2 separate regions of the Mus musculus genome follow, and region 2 is linked to region 1. A link is a contact called in public HiChIP or PLAC-seq data. All regions are on one chromosome and are shown on one strand. Each heading gives the region's core, a stretch centred on a gene start, on an enhancer-like site or on the middle of the called end of the contact. The rest is flanking DNA. Distances are from core to core; before and after follow the strand shown. Region 1 holds the start of Ankrd9 (ankyrin repeat domain 9). Region 2 holds the start of B930059L03Rik (RIKEN cDNA B930059L03 gene).

Region 1 (5,991 bases), core at 696-3,195:
CTGTGGAAGCAGCAAGAAACTGCAGCACATCACAAGGTCGTGTGTGTGTGTGTGTGTGTGTGTGTGTGGTTCTCTCTATGGAGTCCTGACAAACGCAGCTCAACTACACAATATAAGGCAGAATTACATGCATTTCGTTAGCTAAGAATCCTTCATCACGTTTCCTTTCTTTCTTTTAATCACATGTCCTTTCATGGGCCTGATTTAGCAGAATATCCTCTCTCCTGTGTCTACTTCAGTGAAACGTTCCTTCACCAGTCTGCCTTAGTCTTTCATCTGTGCCCATTTCAGGAAAACACTCCTTCACGTGTTTGCCCCAGCAAAACACCATCTGACACAATGACTTTCCAAAGACCACTTAAGTTTCCCCTTCAACTAGCTGAAACAACTAGCCCAGTGAGGTTGAACACCGCGTAGATTCTTGGACTTCCCATTCACAGCTGCCCATTGTTGGGTTAGTTGGACTACAGACTAAGTCATTATAATAAATTCCCTTAATATATAGAGACATTGCATAAATTCTGTGATTCTAGAGAACCCTGACTAATACAGGTGAAGAATAACAGGAAGTCTCCATGTGTGCACGTGTGTATGTGCGTGTGTGTACACGTATGCCTGCTTAAGTCTACTCAAAGGAGCCAGGTGAGAGAGACTCCAGCTTAAAGTCCCTTAGCCCCTGCTGGCACAGAGGAGCCAAGAGGGTTGAAGGCTGTATACACATTTGCTCTGAGGTAGGGGAGGGGAGGTTGCTTTGAAGGTGCTAGCTGTCTGCTGGACAGAGGCAGGAGGAAGGGCTTGGATGGAGGCTGCAGGAACCCTTGGCCCTAACTGAGCCTCTAAGGGCATTGTGGAAAAGAAACTGGCCGTGCCTGTGAATGGAGTTTGGAACTATTTCATCAGGGGGATCCTTGCCTCTGGTAAGGTGGGGTGAGAGTCCCAAGGTCCAGGCGTGGCAGCTTTCATCTGTGCATTTGGAATGGACTTGGCACTCCCACACCCCTGATGAAGTCAGGGGCTCCCTCAGGCTCTAGGGTCAGCCATGGGAAGGCTAGAACATGCTCCCAGTTCTGCCTGAGTGAAAAACAGCCCCAAAGTGTACCTTTCTTTGGACAACCGACTCTCTCTCTCTATCTCTCTGTGTGTGTGTGTTTTGAGATAGGGTTTCTCTGTAGTCCTGGCTGTCTTGGAACTTGCTTTCTAGACCAGGTTGGCCTTCAGTTCAGAGATCCACCTGCCTCTGCCTTCTGAGTGCGGGGATTAAAGATATGTGCCAACTCACACTGGACTTAAATAACTATCTACCTCATAGCAGGCATCATAATTCTGCCCCCCCCCCTTTTCTCCTGTGTTAGTGGTAAAGTCAAAGTGAAAGAAAGCGTTTAGCCCAGAAGACGACACAATAGGCACTATAAACAGCTCTTATACACGCATGCATCCATGCCTTTCTTTTGAGATTGGAGCCGAGGCTAGCCATGCCAGGGCGTTGGCAGGGCAGAGCAAGGTTCAATAGTTTAAGGGCTCAGTCCTATTCTAGGCCTTCCCACACGCAGATGGGGTAACAGCTGGATGTTTCCCCAAGGTCAGTGAGGGTCAGAGCAAGGGAAGCCCAGAGCAGGACTCTTGCAGCAGCCGCAAGCGCAAGCCAGGGAGCCTATTCTTGTGTGCAGTCTAGGACCGCACAGATCCAGCTCCAGGAGCCTGCCGGGACTCGCCCCGCCTCCATCACGTCCCGCCCTCCAAGCTCTGCCCGGTGCCCGGCATCTCTCACCACCCCTCCCCACCCCGCCACCTCGGGGCCCTCAAGTTTCTCCGAAGTTTTCCGCGGGTCCCTCTGAGAGTCCCGCCCCCTGGCCCGTGACGCAACAATGGTGCAGCGCGACGACCAATGGGTAGCGGCGGGGGCCGGCGGCGTGAGCCAATGGCGGCGGCGGCCCGTCCCGCGGTCCTGCCCGGCCCCGGCCGCACTGCGCCGCCCGCCGCCCTCCCCTCGGCGGCACCAGCACCGGCATCGGGAGACGGTGTCGCGGCGGCTCAGAGTGCAGCGGGCGCTGCCTCCGCTCCCGGCGTCGTGGGATCTCTGTCTGCTCGCCCGTGCATGGACGGCGCGCGCTCCGGCCCGCCGCAGGGACAGGGTCGCGCGGCTTGGTGAGTCGCCTGCCCCGAGCGCCCCGGTGCGCAGGTGCAGCCCCTGATCCTGGCCACCGGCCCGCAGACACTCGGGCGCGCCCCGGGAGGGGTCAGGGAGGATCTGGCCGGCGGCCCAAGCTCCAGTCACAGAGCCGCGGCCGTGACTCTGCCCAGTGACGTGGGGCGGCCGAACTTTACGTAACCCGCCCGGCACCCCACGCGTGCCCACACAGTGCATCTGGGGCGCAGGGGGCCCAGGTTCCGGGAGGAGCTGCAGTCATGCCAATCCCCTCAGAGGGGCGTCTGCCGCAGCCCACTCTATAGTGCTCACCTCTGTAACCCAGTTAATGGTCATGACACTGTGGACGAGGCCCTCTGGCTGTCCCAGGTCCCTTGTAACCTAGAGCTTACCCTTGCTGGAGGCAGTAGGGCTCTTGGGCAGGGAGACCAAGGGTGAATGGCCAGGGCTCAGGTTTGAGGCTTGGGACCCAAGGTGGAGGTAGGGTTTTTAAACTGGGGTCTGCAGTGTATGGAACGGCCCTCAAACAGAACGCAGGAGACCTAGGCTCTTGTCCTGGCTCAGCCTGACTTGGTGACTGACCTTGGACTAGCTTGTCCCCCGTTGAAAAGTGAGATGGCAGTATCGGCCTCATGTGGATGGACCTCGAGAGGACTGCAGGTGGTGTATGCTCCAATCCCCCCACTGACTTCACCTTTTCCCTCCTCCCAGGAGCTCCTTCCTGATGGGCAGGAAAATTGTTTGTGGATAAAAGAGCCAGAGCCACTTTCCAACTCTGGCTGCGGGCGGGCGCACTGCCAGCCCTGGGCCACCACTTTCTTGTTGATGAGGTTTGGTGTGTTAGAGTGAATACCTGCATCTACAGAACCCAGGGCCGCCTGCAGGAACCAGGTAGGTCTAAGTGAATAATCTCCACGACCCTCCTGGAAAGAAGTTTGAGTAGTCTCTTGGGGTCAGGGTAGAAGTAGAGTTGGGGCTGGATTTGGGGGTGTGAGGGTGATTTGGGCTCAACTTGTGCTGTGAGCCTGAGTCTTCTGCGATGTCCCATGGGTTCCTCTTTATTTGCAGTTGGAAGGACCTGGCTCAGGTGTGAAAGGAGCGCTTTTTGAAGGTTCCAGGGCTGCAGAGGGTTGGCACACGGAAGGCTCCAGCAGATCCAGCCTTCTCTAGCACAGGCAAGAGAGGAAGTGCAGGTGCAGAAATTCAAGAATGGTTCTGGGTCCAGGAGAGAATAGAGCTGGGGGCAGTGACTGGCAGACCCGATTCATTCGACCCTACTTCGTCTCACAGGTTGGTCTGGGGTGGTGTGACCCATGCTTTGAGACTCCCGGAGGCCAGCATGCCGTGGGACACCAGGCCTGGACGCAGCGCCAACGGAGGGCCCGAGGGTCCCGGCGCAGCTCGCTTGCGGGTGCAGAAGCAGTGCCGGAAGTCATCCTTCGCCTTCTACCTGGCAGTGCGAGATCAGCTGCCAGTTTGGCTACTCGAGGACATACGTGCCAGCGAAGCCTTCCACTGTGATGAGCGGGGGCGCGCTGCGGCCTATTCGCCTTCGGAGGCTCTGCTCTATGCGCTTGTGCACGACCACCAAGCCTATGCACACTACCTGCTAGCTACCTTCCCGCGGTGTGCACTCGCCCCACCTAGCGCGGGCTTCCGCTGCTGCACCGCGCCTGGGCCTCACGTGGCGCTGGCGGTGCGCTACAACCGCGTGGGCATCCTGCGGCGCATCCTGCGAACGGTGCAGGACTTCCCAGTGGAAGAGCGCGTGCGCCTCCTCGACCGCCGTGGCTGCAGCCGCGTGGAGGGCGGTGGCACGTCGCTGCATGTGGCCTGTGAGCTCGCACGCCCCGAGTGCCTCTTTCTGCTGCTTGGCCACGGAGCTTCTCCAGGCCTTCGAGATGGCAGTGGCTTTACACCATTGGAGCTGCTGTTGCGCCAGCTGAACCAGGACGCCAGCTCAGCCCCCACTAAGGCTGAGGCAGCTTCTGCCACGGTCAATGCTGCCACCGCCAACACCACTTCGTCTGAGGAGGTGTGTCAGCGCCGCCTGCTGCTGCTTGACCTGCTAGTACTGTACACCCCGGGGGGCGTCGTAGGTCCAGCTCGATGTGAACTGCTAGGAGACCAGCTACGCTGGCAGCGGTTGTTGGGTGAGGACAAGTTCCAGTGGCTGGCAGGGCTGGCGCCACCCTCCCTCTTTGTCCGTGCCATGCAGGTGTTGGTCACCACTATCTCACCTGGCCGCTTCCCGGAGGCCTTAGATGAACTGCCTCTGCCATCGTTTTTGCAGCCCTTGGACCTCACGGGCAAGGGCTAGACTCAGGGGACCCTGACACAGTATATGGGGACAGAAGTATTTTTTTGAGAGCATTGTACTTGGCACTTTACATATATGGATCGTTGACTGTACAGAGGGATCTGCCTGGTCTGTTGCATGTATTTGGGGTAGGGCTGCCAAGTTGCTCAAGTGTGCGAACTCGCTGCTCAGCCAAGGATAAGGGTGAGGACCTAGAGTCCCGGGGAAGGTGACAGCTGAGCCAAGCAGGAGAGGAACAGGAACAGAGGGTGGGGACTCTAATGACCAAGCAAGAGGACAGAATGTGCTGAGGCCAAGGGGACAAGCTTGTGTGGTTTTGAGTGGCCCCCTCCTGTGCTGTCAGCCTCATAAATGGCCCATGGGTTGGACTGATGTGTGTCCAGCAGAGCTGAGCAGGCAGCTCTAGCAGGTGTTGAATGGGAGCCAGACTGTGTGTCTGTGTTCTCATCTCACACTGAATCATTGCTTCTCCACCCCAGCCTGGAGTTGGCCCTTTTACCCTCAGTCAGGACTTGGCAGGTGCTAGCCTTGGGTTTCCCCACCTGCTTCCCCACAGGCTTTGGGTCCCCTGCATCATGTCTCATGAGAACCAGGTGTGCCTTCCAGGTCCCCCTGCCCAGCCCCAGGGATGGCCTTACTCACTAACATCACTCACAGTGGATGTTAGGTGGTGCTTGTGGGCCTGTGTTATCACCCTGGATAGGCTTCTCACCCATCCTTGGAATGCTGCTTTCTGCTGGACACTTCAGAAGCCGGGAGGCTTGTTAATGAATGCACCCTCATCCTTCAGGATAAAGGGGCCCTGGCTGCAAAGCTGGGTTCATACCAGGGAACTTTGAGACTGGGGGAGGGCCCGTCCCTATCCTGGGATTTTGCTGGGCTGTGAAATTCAACCTTTGTGGCATAGGCTTGCAGGCCATGATGTGCTGCCAGGAGCAGAGGCTAGCTGTCTGCTAAAGTGGCCAGCCTGGTCGGGGGCACCTGTTGCTCTGCTCCTGAGTACAGCATGCCCGGGGGTGGGAATGTCCAGGGTGCTGGGCCACAGGAGGGGAAGCCCAGAGAACAGAGGGCCCTAGACTTTGCCACCTGTCCTGGACCCGTGTTATTGTCAAGGGATTTTAGGCCATTTCCTAGGCCTGAAAAAGAAAGGGTACTTGCTGGTACGGATCCTTCGTCTTGACTGGAGGCTGTTTCCCTTCTGCTGAGTAGCTTCTCTGAGTCCTGGCAGTTGCGGGTGATGGGTGTTAGTGTCTTCCTCTGCCTCAAGTTTGGCCCATTCATGATCAGTCCCCCTGGACTTCTGGGAGGTCCCAAGTCCAGATGCCATTGGTGGTGGCATTCCTTATTCGCAGGACATGACAATGGCTTGCTATAGCTCCTGGGGAGCCTCAAAAGCGGGGCTCCTGTTGGGAATCTCTCCTTCACATCTCCCTAGATAAGTGCCCTTTAGGGTCTGCTGGTGCAGAGCTAGGCACTTCTCTGGCCGCTGCTCTCCCAACAACTTCCCCAGTGCTGCTTGGCCTGG
Region 2 (6,408 bases), core at 2,408-4,907, 390 kb after region 1:
TTGCAGAAGGTTATGTGGCAGTCAGCAGGTTGCTAAGGGCAACAACCCATCATTTCAGGTATCTCTCCAGGGCTTTTCTGCTTCAGGTAGCACATGAAGTCACTCTTGGCTAACAGGTTGTACAAACAGCAAATCATCGAGTAAGCCAATAAATCACTATCTAATAATTGGTCTCTTTTAAAATCTTAATCTACTTCAATAGAATCATGCAGTGCAACTCAGCTTCCCGTAAGTGCATGAGATTTTCAGCTTCAGCCCAGCACCACATGATCCTGCGTGTTTTTTTCTTTCTTTTTTTTTTTTCCTGCGTGTTTCTGAAGCCAGCACTAGGATGGTTCTTGCAGAGGATGACAAGTTCAAGGTCATTCCTAGCTACATCACCTGGTCTTGCCTACGTGAGATCACCCCTGCCTCCCCCAAAAAGAACACATAAAAAATCTATAAAACAAAACCAACAAGCTTACCCTATTGCTAGACATGCCACACACTCCAAAACCAGGGTCCAGAAGCTCCTGAGCTGGAACAGACCTGACAGCCTCCTCCCAGAGTACTTGTTTCCACGGTACCCAAAGGCACCACATACACTTCCAAAGGAGGGAGGCGAGCAACAGATCTACTTAGCTCTGATGCCTATGGACCACAGCAATGACCAGCATGGCGTGATAACCCTCAGGGTGCAGCAGTGGCACACATAACTTGGCAGTTACTCATAACTCTCTAAATGGATCTAAGATCCACTCAACGAGATGGAGAATATGCTATGTGCTGGAAACCTACCTATTAAATGCTATTGATCTTGGATTGTGGAGAACCTACAACCACTACTTTACTAAAACAACATAGTTCATACCAATCTAAGCATTTGTCCTCATATCCACACGTAACTGTGGCCCTCACCCGTCCTCAGGAACTTCTTTTTACAAGAGATGGGGATCATTACAAAAGAGTCACATCTAATCCAAATGCAGAATTGTGGAACCCAATGGTACACAACACCCTGTATCCACGGCTCAGGGGACATTGTAGAAGAGAGGGTAGAAAGTCTGTGCTCAGGTGAGTGGCCTTAATCCTACACAAAGAACTACAGGCAACTAGGGAATGCTGGGAGTGGGAGACAGTCTTCCCTAGACAAGCGTTTGTTTTCTATCAAATAACAAACTGTTTATCCAAAGCCCTGAAAACGTACATATGGCTAACATAAGCAGGTTATATTCAGGACTGTGTGTATTTATACCTATATGCATGTAATAACAACTAATGAAATAAGAGGCCATGAATTTGAAAGAGAACAAAGAGGGGCTCATGGGATGTTTTGGGTGTATGTGTGTGTGATGCAATTTACGTAATCTTAAAGTGAACCAGACAACTTGAGGTTGCTCCCCAGGACCCACAAGCTGCTTCCCAGAGTACTCACAATGTGACTCCAAGTCACAAGCATGACTTAACTCCATGAGGAGTGCAAATGCAGAGACGGGGTGACCCTGACCTTGTCATGCACCCAGAGACCACTTCCTGCCCAGTACTACCTAATAATACCATAAACCTCCACCTACATCACCATAGACACACACTAATACCAACTTTATTCCTAAAGGTAAAATGCCAGCATTCTCCAGGCTTATCAAAGCACACGAAAACATGAGCATATGGGCTGAATAAAAACAGCAGAAAAACCGGGTTTCAAACTGGTCAAATGCACTGACCAATGGAGGGCCGCCACGAGGCACAACACCCGAACATGGACCCTGTAAGGAGGGTGCCTGACATCGTGATGACCACCCGCTGAAGCAGAGACCTCTGAACTTTACCTAGGGCTTCAGCCCGGCCCGTCACCTCCTACGTGCGTGAACGGCTGACAATCCACCTATCTACTTGAAGCTATACCTGTCTTACACCTGAACACTACACCTGCGGCCTAGATCCCTGATCTCTCAGGTTCTGAGCTCCATGCCCCCAACAGCTATCCACTTGGACTCCTTAATCCCTAAATACTGTATTTGTGCCAGATGGTGGTGGTATAGTCCCTTAACCCCAACACTTGGGAGGCAGAGGCAGGTAGGTCTCTGTGGATTTGAGGCTAGCCTGGTCTAGAATGAATTCCAGGACAGCCAAAGCTACACAGAAACCCTATCTTGGAAAATCAAATGAACAAAACCAAGCAAACCAAACCAGCAAATGTTGTAGCAGCTATCTGCCTCTGCCTCCAGGAAGGCCTCTGTGAACTCTAACCTTGAATAGCCATTCTGTAATTTACATTGCATTGTGAGGTGTAATGTGTGACCCAAGAGTTATTATTTATTAAGAGAGTGAGAACAAAACTACTCAACAAATTACATCAATACAAGGGATGCAGACTGCCAATTTATTATTCAGGAAATTCTAACATCATGGAGAGAGAGAATTGTGTCCATGCTTCTGACAGCACCCCCACACCAGGGCTACCTTCCAGGGTTACCAGTATCTTGGGCAGGAAGCAGTGGGAAACAGACATCGCTAGGGCTTCCTTGGAACAGGCATGGCTATGACCCTGGAGGGAATCAGCACAAATTTCCAGATTTTTGAGCCCTAGAACAGTAAGACTCAGGGACAGAGTCGGAGACAGGCAGTTTACTACAAAGAAAGGAGAGAGGGAGACAGAAGTCAAGCCAGGAAGTGCACGCCTTTATTCTTAGGGCAGAGGCAGGGACATCTCTTGAGTTTAGGGTCTACACAGTGAGTTCCAGGTCAGCCAAGAAGAGACTCTGTTTTATAGACAGACAGACAGACAGACAATAAGGCTAGCCAAGGCGAGACCCTGTCTTATGAGTAAATTAGAGAAAGAAGGAAAGAAAGAGGCACCCAGTGAGTGGTAGTGGGAAAGACGGGGTGCTCAAAGTCCTCATCTATGTGAGTTCTGGTCCTCCATAGTTATTTACATAGCAAGCACCTCTACCTCTTTACGTTACCACGTGTCCGGTACACGCCACTTAGGTGGGACGAGTTTCCTGACCCTGCTTACTGGTTTCTTTCGTTAATCTCTCGGCATCCCCAGCCTCCCACCTACTTCAGTTCTCAGAGCTGCTACAGGGGACAGGTTGGCCCTGTCCTATCCACGCTACGGTCGCGTCTCGGGGTTCCATGACGGGGGTCACATGGGACCCTGGTCACCAACCCCGCCTATCAAGTGGAAAGTGACGGGGCTGTAACCCAGGACCTGCCGTTCAGTTCCACGGACGCCTGTTTGCCGCTGTCCAGAAGCCACTTCTGCAGAGTGGCAGGTCGATCACGTGTCGCCAGGGGAGCGGTCACGTGTGGCCTCGAACGATCATGTGAGTCCTCAAGCCAATCACCGCGGCCTGGAAGAAGGGGCATTGCGATTGGCTCATTTTCCTCCCGTGAATATCGCGAGATTCAGAGTCAGACACTTCCCGATTGGTCGATGCGCTGCGTCATTTCCCTGCGCCAGCGTTTAGGTGAAGGTAGTCGGTCTCCCTGTCCTGTGTGCCGTGGGCCAAGCGTCTAAGCTTGGGTCCGGGCCGTCCGCGGCCCTCACTCCCCTCCCGCCAAGGGACGCGGCCCCCTCTGCGGCTTCCTCTAGACGTCGCTGCCTTGTCCTAAGTCAGCCTGCGTTCGAGCTGCCGAACCGAGGTTTCGTGCGGCTTCCTGGCGCGGTGACTCATCCAGTCACGTGCGCCGTGGAGGCTGCGCCTTGCGGAGATCTCCGCCCTGCCGAGATGGCAGAGACCTTCCCGGGGCCGCCCTTGTCCTGCTGCCGTGTTCTGGTGCAGCTGTGCTGAGCTGATATCCTGTTGACTTTGAACTCTTCTCCGTTTTCTGCATGCGCTTTGTCTCATTCCTACGGGGTACCTGCTGCCATCCGCTTGCTCTTTGGTTTGGATGCCGGGTAGCCGTGCTGAGTCCCAACTCTGATGCTCCTGCCTCCACCTTTCCAGTGCTGGCATGGAAGGCGTATGTCAGCACGTCCACCTTACACACACGTACCCACATTTGATTGCCTCTCCACTTGGATCTTGCTGTTCTCGCTGATCCCACATTTATCTGTACATTGCGTCCATCAGACGCAGTTTTGAGTGTCCCACACGGTGCCAGACTGAAGGTACAGCGATAAGTAGGGTAATAGGGACATTGCTTGTAGAGGGCTCACGGGCTATCCTGGGGTGACTGGTTGGAGGGATGTTTTTGCAAGCTCCCTCTTGGCTGCAGTGTGGAATGTTTGAGAAGAAGGTGTTGGGCCGGCAGGAAAAGTTAGTCCTGGGGTGAGGATGAATTCGAATTTGGAATGAGTGCCAGAACCTTTCTAGTTTCAATTTGGCCATATTTTATGGAGACCGCTCAGCAGTTAGGTCCATGTACAGTTCTTCCGGACAATCCGAGTTTAGAGTCCCACGTTAGGGACAGACTATTTATAACCCTAGCCCCAGGGGACCGAACACCCTCTTGCTTCCGTGGGCACTTGCACTCATATGTACAAATCCACATACAGAAACAAACACATTTAAAAAAATAAAATCTTAAGGAGTGAGAGCGTGTGCTGGGGTTTTCTCACTTCTCTGCTCACATTTGCATCTAGCAACACTTCAGGCAGGTGAGGATAATTCCTGGTTTCTGTTTTTCAGCATGGAAAACAGTGCGGCCGGGAGTAGCTGGCCTTACTGCTCAGACTAGGTGAATTTTGCTGATGGCTAAATTTTTGAAGCAGAATTGCAGAGTCAAAATACATGACACCCTGCAGGGTGGAACGTGTTTCTAATGCCAGCATTCAGGGGGCTGGGTAGTAGGATTTTTGGTAAGACTGTCTCAAAATGTTTTCAACACTTACCTTTTAAAACTTTCAGTTGCATTTTTAAGGGTCCTACAAATCTGCAAGCCACCAACAGTAAACTGAAGTGACCCACCCTTCCTCACCTGCTACTGGGGTTACTTTCCTGTCCTTCCAGAAGCATTGACTTGTGGCCCTGAGATCTGCATAGGATGGCGACACTGCCAGTGGGAGCCCCTGCTTACCTGCCTCTGCTGGCTTTGCATCCTCCTCGGGAATATTCCTCACACCTACACGGCATGCCTATGTCTCTTTTGGCATGTAGGTGGAGGTAGAATTTCTGTTATGGGTGTCTACTTTCAGCCAGCTCCTTGCCCTCCAGCTACGTGCAGCCAGCCAGCTGGGAAGCGGTGGAGTACCATCGCCTAAGCCAGTGGTGCTTCCTGCAGCCATAGTTCTGCAGAGCAGTGTAGTTTAATGCAGTGTATCCCGTTTGATGCCTTCTCATGGTGTAGAGAGAGCCTGTCACAGGAAACAGAAATGCAGCTACTTTCTGTAGACTCCAGGCTGTCACCTGTGGCAGGTGGCATCCCATGGAAGATGAGGCCCTTGTCACTCACCATTTAAAGAAAAACCTCTTTCCTTAGGGGGGTGGTATACTGTTGTTGGGAGGGCTGGGATCTTCCATACTCCTGAAACTGGGAGAGAATGCCATTGCTTTCATTTGTAATTCATGACCTCATCTTTTAACTAAGTTGCTCAGAAAGCTCAAATCTCCCACCATCTTTAAAGACAACAGCAAAACAAACAAACTCCCTTCTGCAGGCTGGAGAGATGGCTCAGTGGTTAAGAACAGTGACTGCTTTTCCAGAGGTCCTGAGTTTAATTCCCAGCAACCACGTGGTGTCTCACAACCATCTGTAATGGGATCTGATGCATTCTTCTGGTGTGTCTGAAGACAGCTATGGTATACTCAGAAATAATAATAAATCATATATTTTTAAAAAGCTTCCCTTCTATTTCAGTGGACCAGCTCCCCATGTCCCCGCTCAAGGCCAACCCTTGTAAGAATTGTACTGATGTTCTGAGTTTAAGTCTTGTATCCCTTCATGAAGGGAAATCAGAGCAGAAGCCTAGCGAGAAAGCCATAGAAGATACCTGCTTGGTGGGTCACTAACTTGCTTTAAAGTTTTTATTTAGGCTTTTTTTTTTTTTTTCCGGGGGGAGGTGAGGACAGGTCCTAGAACTTGTTCTGAGGACAAGGCCAGCCTCGAACTAACTCACTTTTAACCCAGAGCCACCTGGCCATGCGGTGGTCCCTTTAACCTTCAGTTCCCAATCAGGCCAACTCTTCACAGACGGATTTACAGAACAACCAATAATGACAGTTGCCCAATGTACGCTCGTTTCTCAAGTGACTCTGAGATGTACCAAGCTGACAGTTAATGATAAGTAGGTGCTAGCCAGAGGAGGAACTTGTCTCTTAGGAAGAGACTTTACACAGTTTCAACTTGAGACCACCTTACAGACCACACTGGAGTTTTGCCAATGATGTGTGGGACTAGAGTTAACCAGGATTGCTTAGTTTATACATACCTCTTGTCTTCTCTCTAAATCTCGCCTTCCAGTTAGTACTCCAAAGGTAGACT

What was found. HiChIP or PLAC-seq counts read pairs in DNA pulled down with a chosen protein or histone mark.
Region 2: a contact with region 1 is called in an HNF4G HiChIP or PLAC-seq map of pancreatic cancer cells. The contact joins the promoter of B930059L03Rik here to the promoter of Ankrd9 in region 1. A contact is called at or near these places in 2 of 39 promoter capture datasets (3T3-L1-derived adipocytes and cranial neural crest), 11 of 484 Hi-C or Micro-C datasets (CD8 T cells, the G1E-ER4 cell line, cardiomyocytes and 3 more), 5 of 115 datasets of contacts at active chromatin or transcription factors (bone marrow-derived macrophages, double positive thymocytes, extraembryonic endoderm stem cells and 2 more) and 1 of 9 other capture datasets (liver).

The regions. Positions count from the first base shown.
Region 1 is chr12:110,974,994-110,980,984 of GRCm38.p6, reverse strand. Ankrd9 (ankyrin repeat domain 9) reads left to right here and starts at 1,945. Exons shown (of 3, transcript NM_175207.5): 1 at 1,945-2,145; 2 at 2,858-3,037; 3 at 3,437-4,565. The coding sequence starts at 3,486. The coding sequence ends at 4,466.
Region 2 is chr12:110,588,623-110,595,030 of GRCm38.p6, reverse strand. It overlaps B930059L03Rik (RIKEN cDNA B930059L03 gene), which reads right to left and starts at 3,657. Exons shown (of 1, transcript NR_033340.1): 1 at 2,352-3,657.